Linked DNA regions of Mus musculus: region 2 is linked to region 1. A link is a contact called in public promoter capture Hi-C data. All regions are on one chromosome and are shown on one strand. Each heading gives the region's core, a stretch centred on a gene start, on an enhancer-like site or on the middle of the called end of the contact. The rest is flanking DNA. Distances are from core to core; before and after follow the strand shown.

Region 1 (4,476 bases), core at 643-3,142:
ATGGCAATGGGCTGTAGCAGCAAGCGTGGGCCACCCTCTATGCTGTAGCCTGTGACTTCCCCCATGGGGCCATCTAGGGAATTACTATAAAAGAAGCACCCAAGAGAAACCTAACTGCGGGAGAGACCTAACCAACCCAATTAGATCTGGCTAATGCTCGCCATCATTCTGTAAGCTCAGAGAGGTTACAGTATGTGTCCCAGTTTGCACAGCATCCCAATAAATCCCAAGATAGGTAGAAAAGGACAGAGCTACTTGCTGGCTTTTCAGCAGCACCCTTTCAGTTACTATCTCACACACCTCCCATTGTGCTCTTCAGATTCTCTTAGGCCGCCAGCCCCACTCCATCTTGGGTTCCGCTTTCCCTCCTTATCGCCCACACCCACACTCCGCCCCACTGGAGTCTGCATTTCCCGCCTCCCCAGGGAGGATGGCATTGCCACGAGCACTCTCAGGATTCCCCGAGCAAAGACATGCATTAGTAACTTTTTAACTACCTGGGAAGGGAGACTTTTGAGAGAGAGCTGCATCCTTTCCGCAGTTGCAGGGATTGAGTTAGGATCATTCCAGAGGCCACAGCCGGAAGAGTCATAGGTTAACGGGACCCTGAGGAGGACTGAGCCAGGAAACTCACACTTGGGCCCTAGGGGCCAGAAACAGCAAACAGGGACCAGCAAAGAGCAATCCACTTTAGAAATTGTCCCTTTAGGTCCTTAAATGGCTCACTCTCTTTCCCTGCTTCCAAATGTGACCATAAAACCAGGCAGCACTCACCCTCGTGGAGCGGACAGGGCCACCAGAGCCCCCCTGCAAGCGTGCACCCAGACTATTTCCCGCAACCAGCCCTGGCGGCCTCTGCGCACCTTTTGCGCGCCCTGCTTTTCTCCACCTGACCGCCGCGCGCGTAGGGCGCCCCCAGCGCAAGACCCCGGGGTCTCCCGGAGCTGGGAGGTCCCGCGCATGGTGCTCTGAATACCTGGCAGCTCAGCAGCGATCCCTACCCACAGTTCTAGGACAGGCAACCTGGGCGAGCGTGCAAAAGAGCGCCGGCCCGTGCCGGCCCGTGGAGTCCCGGGACTGCGCGAGGGGGCGCCTCGGGGTGGGGATAAAAGGCAGCAACAAAGGGCACAAACCTCGTCCAGCAGTTGGTTGACTCGTCCCAAAATAGCTTTCTCCATCTGCTGCTCCCCGCGCTCTGCTTCCAAGCGCAGCACCCGGGCCTGCAGCTCCGCGGTCCGAAAGTGGGCGAGCAGGCTGAGCGCCAGCGAACACAGCGCTAGAGCCAGCAGTCCGCAGCACCCGGGGCTCGGCAGCCTAGCGCACTGCTCAGCCAGCGCCACTGTCCCGGGCCCCGGAGCGCCCAGCTCCCCAGGGCCGCGGCTGCCAGAGGCTGCCGCTTTGCGGGTGCGCTCCGCCACCATGCCCTCGCGTCTTGAGAGCCAATAAATAAATAAATAGAATAAATAAAAACGAGATCCAAGAGGCGCGATCCAAACTGAGAGGCAAGGGGAAAGGGGGTTAACGTGGCTAGAGGACGTCCCTTTCCTTTGCTCGCCAAAGAGGACCGAAAATGAGCAGTCGGAGTCGGGAGCAGCCAAGAGCCACCAGCAGACGCGATCGGAGTACGCCAAAGTAAGAAAAAAGTTATTTCGAAGAATGTTCCAAGTTCGGGGATCTGGCCCCGCTCCCCACTCTTTCCCTTCTCTCTTCTGCAGAGTTCTCGGGCTGGTGCGACGCTCGGGGTCCTTCTGGGTGTTTTGTGTCTCCGGGGAGAACGGGTGTCAGTCCCCGGGCGAAGGGGCACGCATGCAGGGCCCCATGGGCAGAGGTGGGTCGTGGCTGCAGTGAGCCGCGCTGGGGCCGATTCTGGCGCCTCTGTAACTTGACACAGCCGGCGCGGCCGCGCGGATCGGATGAGCGCCGGGCGCTACTTCCCAAACTAATCTCCTGCGCCCCTCCCTCGCCCTCCTCCCGCTCCTCCTCCGCCTCCTGCGGGGCTGCGGCTGGGGTTTGTTTATTTATGCAAAGTCGCCTGGGGTGGGGGGCGTGGTGTGCGGGGCCCCGCCGACCTCGGTAGCCCCCGTCCGGGGCTCCTGGTGCCCTTTGAAGTGACACTTGGGGTTATTTATAGGCGGGGAGGGGGTATGGGGTGGAGCGGAGGCTGCGCTCCTTTTCCCGTCCAAAGATTCACACTCAAGACCTCAAAGACATAGGGACCTGGCATCACAGCACCCCGCTTTCCCAGAACATCGGGGACCCTCCTGCCACCCAATGCACCGCACCACAGCACTCCTCTTTCCTAGGGCCTGGGTGGTGGGTGGTGGTGGGTGTGGGGGACCCTGCGGGCAACCTGTTGAATCACTGTCTGGACGCCTGCTTGGTCCTGTACGTCCTGAGTTGGGAGATCTGCAGTGACAGCAGACAATCTCTCCCTCACCATTTCTACCCAGGGCCCTGCTCTTTGCAGGTGTCTCTGGTGGGACCATGCCACCAACCACAGATTCGCTCAGAGTGGTAAACCCAGCGCCTCGGGGCAGCGGTATTGACCCCCCCCCCCACCTTTTCTCTTTCAGAACTAAACCTAAAGACCTACAGAACAGAAATTTATCAGGGGTCACGCCCATCGCCCGGGTTTATCCTAGGATGTCTAACAGGCGCGGGCGGGTGCGGGGAGGGGGGCGGGACTCTTATTTATGTTGAGCTGAGACGCATAGCAGACTAGCCAACCTAGGATTGCAAGCCATCAAAGGCGGGCAGTTCTCATACATACACACTCCATCTCCCCTTATCCACCTCAAAGCTAACCCTGTGGTGGCTTCCTTGACTGCCACGAGCTAGTGGTCTTTGGGAGTTCTGCATTTGGTATTTTCCTCTCTTTTCTACCCCCGCTCCCCACTTTGAGTGACGTTTGTCAGTAGACTTTTCATTTCCTTGTGCCTCTAGACACTCCTGAAAATGAGGTGGTGGGGCTGAAGCATCGGGCAGGGGAGGGTAGGCTGGCCCTTGAACTGTGAACCGGAAGTGGGGGGTGACAGAGGTGTGGGAGTGAGCGTCCTTTCCTAGTAACAAGGCAAACTTTACATTTTGCATGTTGACCAGTGAGAAGGAGCGTTATATGCAATGCAAACATTAGTGTGGAGTGCACACCTAACGGAATGGGAGCTTGTAATACAGTACTTATATAGACTTAATGTAAGACTGACTGCTAGGTAGTTGGATACCACGGAGAACTACTACGAGGCTAGAAAGCAATGCAGCTGACAGGACTGGTGCCCAGGAAGTCCCAATGTCAAGATTTCCTTGATGTGTCTCATTAACAAACAGGCCTCTGGGTCTCCAGCCTGGTCAAGGGATATCTCCTCCCAGTACAAATGCCTGAGAACTCAGAGGCACTCAGAACCACTAGGGGGCGCTGGAGAGTTTCTCAGCAGCAGTGTTCACTACAGGAAATTGAGCAAGTTGAGGCTTCTTCACGCCCTGCCCGGATCAGTCTGAAATGCCGTTTGAACTGACACAGCAAAACTGAAAACATTTCGGGCCTGAAGTATTTTTGAGATTGGTGTTTCAAGACTCAGGTAGCCTTGGTGTGGTAGCCTGAGTTGAGCCTCGCAATGGAAAAAAAAAGTTCAAACCCAAGGCTCTAAGTGACCCCATGCAGTCAGAAAAATGAATGAAAAAAAAGCCCTTTTCCGATGGTGGGTTTAAAATAAACCAGGTGTAGTGGTACGAGTCTGTAATCCATGCACTTGGAAGGCAGAGGCAGGGGGATGGTAAATTCAAGGTCATTCGTGGTCACATGGTGAGTTTGAGGGCAGCGAGGGCTATATGAGATCTCATTTCAAAGAAAAGCTAACTAAATAAAATGGGCTTATAATAAAGGATCTAGATTTTTCAGGAGGATTTAAAGAAGAGGTGAATGTAACGCAGACAGTAGGCACTCAGTAAGTAAGTAGTATCTCATAGGAGCTCATGGCTGCAGGTGCAGGCTGACACACACACCCCTGCTGCCTCCTCCATCTACAGAATGGGAAAAAAATTGGACCCAGGAGGACAAAATGATGACAGACAGTGTGCACCTCTCCATAGCTGGAGGGAGTTTTGCAACAAGTGAGCTTTGACTGAGCTGAGGGACCCCCTTACCGTTTCTTCTGCATTGTCTCAATATCTTCCTCTGGAGGTTCTTTGGGGCAGGGGTGGCTTGGTTTTTGTTCTATTTTTCTATTTTAGGCATCATTTCCCCTTGGATCAATGTTGGAACAAAATTAGGCTTGGTTTGAGTCCTAGCATCTAAGGACTCAGAGGTGAGAAGCAGCTAAGCCATGTGCCCATACAGCTGATACATGAGAGCCATGAACGAGAAGACACTGAAGAAGAAAGGACCTTCAGGGATGTCCAGGCAATACAGCAGGGATGTGATGGTCTGGAAAAGGTCACTAGGAATTTCTGCTTTGTAGCAAAGTAGGGGGCTTCCAATCC
Region 2 (4,476 bases), core at 813-3,312, 110 kb after region 1:
GGGCCTTTGGTGTATAAAAGGAAGCTATGAAGACCAGCCAGAAACATTCCTCTGTAACTGTGCAAGTAGTGGCCCCTTTTGTTTTGTTTGGGGGTGGTGGTGTGGAACATTTCTTGTTGTTTGTTTTGGTTTGCTTTGCTTTTGGTTGGTTGGTTGATTGAGACAGGCTCTCATGTAGGCCAGGTTAGCCTCAAACTCAACATGTAGCAGAGGATGACTTTGAACCCTGATCTCCTGCGTCCACTTCTGAGTTCTAGGACTTCAGGCACACAGCACCACACTAAGCTTGTGCACTGCAGAAGATGGGGGCCCAGGGCTTCATGCATGCTGGGCAAGCATTCTACCCAACCTAGCTATGAGCTCAGCCCAGCAATCCTGTATTTAACACCAAGCATCTTTTCTTCCCAGGCTGGTCGAATCCTCTCCTGTCTTTTGACATCTTACAAGAAGAGTCCTGGCTTAGTCTGAAGACTCCAAGAAAAAATACCAGGCACGCCATTCAAACCTTCAAAGAGCCCAGCCTTGGCCCGTGCCATGACTCATGGTTACTCCTGATTCCATGGAAGAGCAGAGCCTCTACACCTGTATAACACCATTGGGGCAGCAAGAGATCCTGTTGGGCTCAGCTGGTGCCAAGCTCCTGAGAGCTCCTTGAAACTTCTGACCTGGTATAACAGTACAGCCTGGGTCAGCAGTTATGACTTAGTCCTCATGGCTCCCGATGATCTGATGCAACAACCATCAGCTTCTCCTGGCCCCTATGCCCTGTGGTGGAGCTCAGGAAGAGGCATCTGCCATCTCGGGCATGCTCACAGAATGGCAATGAAAACCGGGAAAGACACGCCCTATGGATGCTGGATATGTACATGGAAGAGAAATGGCTTAGGTACCAGACACAGGGGCAGAGTAAAGGGGACAGTCACACTGGAGTGTTCCCAGGGTCTGGGCTGCTGAGAGGATAGTCAGAACCCAAGTACAGGCTTCCACCCAAGCCTGCCCATCCTATATCTAAAAGGGTCTCCAAACTTCTGGTGTGAACTCCAAGGTCCCTACGCAGAGCTTCTGAGGCAAGCTGGGCATGCCAAGGCCCTGGTGAGCGTCCTCCATGATGGCTTGGTTCTGGGATCCTGGTGGGTCACATGACTTGGTCTTTTCTGAATCCCTAGCCCTCCCTATGACCCTCCTGGTTAAAAAGAAGGTTCTCCCCGACCAGAAAACCCATTGTTTGCTCTCCTGGGTTATGTCTGCAAAGGTCCATGATCCAAGGACAGGCAGAAGACCCAGGCAGTACTGTTAAACCAGGTCGGAAGTTTCAAGGAGCCCTCAGGAGCTTGGCACGAGCTGAGCCCAACAGGGTATCTTGCTGCCCCGATGACTTTATATAAGTGTGGAGGCTCTGCTCTTCCATGGAATCAGGAGTAACCATGAGTCATGGCACGAGCCAAGGCTGGGCTCTTTGAAGGTTTGAATGGTGTGCCTGGTGTTTTTCCTTGGAGTCATCCCAGGGCACATTCACTGAGCTTTTAATTCTGTCTTTTAGAAAAACAGAGTCTCCCTATGTAGCACAGGCTAGTCCAGAACTTGCTGTGCAGGCTAGCCTTGACTCCTGATCCTTCTGCCCCAGCTTCCCGGGTTCTAGGATTACAGGAGTGAGCCACAGAGCTGTGTTTACCATTTCCTTTAGAATCCATGAGAACTGAAGGGCCCAGGGACTCTCCTGGCTCTCAGAGCTACGGAGCTCAGTCAGTTGGATCCAGAGCTCCAGGCTGAGCTGCTGGTATATCTGTGTGTCCTCCATGGGTCCCCTTCCTCCCTTTGAGTCTGTTTCCCAGCCCTTTCCCGTCTCTCCGTTAGCTCTGGCTTGTTCCTCTCCTTCATCTGTTTCCTGCCCCGGGGTACAAAGCACAGGGGATCAGAATGGTGGCTTGGTAGTCATTCTTCCCTGAACTTCAGGGCCGCACCAGGCTGAGAGATCCCATCTGAAGATCCTAGGCTAACCTGATGGATCTGAGCAATAGATCTCTGAGCAATCGATCTCTGCTCTAGCTGATTTCACAGAGGCAGCCACAGCCCAGCAGCAGCCTCCCTCCCACAGCCCAGCCACAGCCCAGCAGCAGCCGCCCTCCCACAGCCCAGCACTGCCAATTCCAGCGACCGCCCACCACTCCCATCAGGGCATCTTAAACTCTTTCCTCTCATGATTCCCTTCCTGGATAGGGTGGGTTTGGAAGCCCCGTGAGTACATACAGTAATGGCGATGCCAGGACCAGCTGTTAGGAGTCAGATCAACTTTATTTGGGGGTGATTCAAAGCTTATATAGTTTGGGGGATAGAAAAGTAGGGGTATCCAGGATGGGCTGAAGGCTTAAGATTCTGAGATGCCTCATTAGCACTGGGAAGCATTTCAGGAATCTCAGACCCTAGCTGAATGGGTTCTTATGGGGGAAGGAAGTTGAACCTGTAATCTGAACCAAGGCTTTGTGACATCCTGCAGGTAGAGGCATGTGGGGGCTAAGGTCAGAGAAGGGAGCCCTGTTAGTAAAAAATTAAATATGCATTGAACCCAGAAGGCTATCTGGACAATGGTAGACTTCAACTTTAACTAGCAGGGATTTCCCACACTGGGCATGTAGCATATAATACAAATAGAACATATAGGTATATAATATATAATACAAGTCATTCAAACATCTGCTGATAAGGAGTTATAAAAATATCTTAAAACAATTCTTCAAATGCATGTCATTTTAATATTTATTAAAGATGAAAGAAAATGTACACACAGAAGTGCCTGTTTGTTTTACATAAGGAATTAAATTTTGGCAGTGCAGGACAATATAAGATTCTAGTTCTCTGGAAAGTCAGTTATGTGAAATGTTTCACTGGGACACACAGGGGAAAGGATGTCTTGCTAAAGCAGACACAGGGGAAAGACTGTATGCTCTCCTGAAGCAGACACAGGAGAAAGGATGTTTTGAAGAACAGACATGGGAAAGACTATTTCCTGAAGCAGATGCAGGTGAAAGGATGTTTGGATGTAGCAGATACGTGAAAAGACTCTTGATGAAAGAGTATAAATATGACCCCACAGACAGTGGGAAAGCACTGAGCCTTGGTTTGGTTTGCTCCGCCTTGCTATTGTTTGCTAAAGACAGGATATATTGGTTCGCCTTGCATAGGATTGTTGAGCTCAACTTGTGGTAATGTTGCCATTGAGAGAAACTTGCCCGAGAACTGCACGTGAGGTTCCTGTGGCAGCTTGGCACTTATGTGGCCTTGCCTCAGGCTGGTTGGCAAGCCTGACGGTTTCTTCGGGATTAAACTACAGCTGCCTGGTATCTGCTTGCTGAAAGGACTGGACTGTAGCTGCTGGTTCGTGCCTGGTGTCGTCTGCCTGCCTGCCTAGAGGACTGGTCTGCAGCTGCAAAGTTGTGTTTGGTATTTGCTACAGGACTGAACTGCTGCCCAAGAAGATCCAGCTTGCCCCCAAGGACTATTGCTAACAGGTCCACTTCCCCCATATCCTAATAACTTTTGTCTTCTGCTACCTCTGCTGGGTGGTGGGCTAGAGGAGAGGTTGAACCCTTATTAAAAGTAGGCTGCACCGGGAGGTGGTGGTGCATGCCTTTAATCCCAGCACTTGGGAGGCAGAGGCAGGCAGATTTCTGAGTTCGAGGCCAGCCTGGTCTACAAAGTGAGTTCCAAGACAGCCAGGACTACACAGAGAAACCCTGTCTCAAAAAACAAAACAAAACAAAACAAAAAACAAAACAATAGGCTGCAAAAACTTTATCCTACAGGGGATCCTCAATGTATTTCAGAGTTGACCAAAATTTTGACTTTAACTGCCAAAACTGGTCATGACATATGAGTTCAACGTACAAAATTACAGAAGCATTTTAGAATAACTTCAGAAATGATTTGAAATTCTGCCTAAATCTCAAGCCAACATTTATTTAATTTACTATAGTATTTTTATGGTAATGTGTTTTGTTTGCACGTACCCACGTGTACCACATGCATGCCTGGCACCTGCAGAGGTCAGAAGAGGGTATTAGATCCCCTGGAAATGGAGCGACAGACGGATATGAGCTGCCATGTGGGTGCTGGGGATTGGTCTTCTGCAAGAGCAACAAGTGCTCTTCACTGTTGAGTCAACTCTCCAACACCATGATTTTTGTTTTAATGAAATTTTTCAGCAACCCAATCTTACACGAGTTCTCGTGACCGGCCAGGAAGAACGCAGCAAACCGGAATCTTCTGCGGCAAAAGCTTTATTGCTTACATCTTTAGGAGCAAGAGTGCAAGAGAGCAAGAGCTCTATTGCTTACATCTTTAGGAGCCAGAGCACAAGAGCGTAAGAGTGCAAGAGCTAAAGCAAGAGTGCAAGAGCAAAAGCAAGAGAGAGAATGGCGAAACCCCGTCCCTTTTTAAGGAGAATTATTCTCCACCTAGGACGTATTACTCCCTGATTGG

What was found. Promoter capture Hi-C pulls out the DNA fragments that hold promoters and counts their contacts.
Region 2: a promoter capture Hi-C map of hippocampal neurons shows a contact between it and region 1, with 2.8 times the contacts expected there. The contact joins the enhancer-like site here to the promoter of Col13a1 in region 1. A contact is called at or near these places in 17 of 39 promoter capture datasets (the C10 cell line, the HPC-7 cell line, cranial neural crest and 10 more), 37 of 484 Hi-C or Micro-C datasets (the C10 cell line, the C2C12 cell line, CD8 T cells and 26 more), 9 of 115 datasets of contacts at active chromatin or transcription factors (craniofacial prominence, embryonic stem cells, neural tube and 1 more) and 2 of 9 other capture datasets (adipose tissue and pancreatic islet).

The regions. Positions count from the first base shown.
Region 1 is chr10:61,977,216-61,981,691 of GRCm38.p6, forward strand. Col13a1 (collagen, type XIII, alpha 1) reads right to left here and starts at 1,893. Exons shown (of 41, transcript NM_007731.3): 1 at 1,134-1,893. The coding sequence starts at 1,421.
Region 2 is chr10:62,087,164-62,091,639 of GRCm38.p6, forward strand. No RefSeq gene overlaps it. Among named protein-coding and RNA genes, the nearest start is that of Fam241b, 22 kb to the right of the region's middle. Within about 2 kb of position 2,063, at least 12 of the 459 cell types and tissues checked have an H3K27ac peak or open chromatin away from gene starts, as enhancers often do. A contact at or near this core is called in hippocampal neurons, where this site is marked.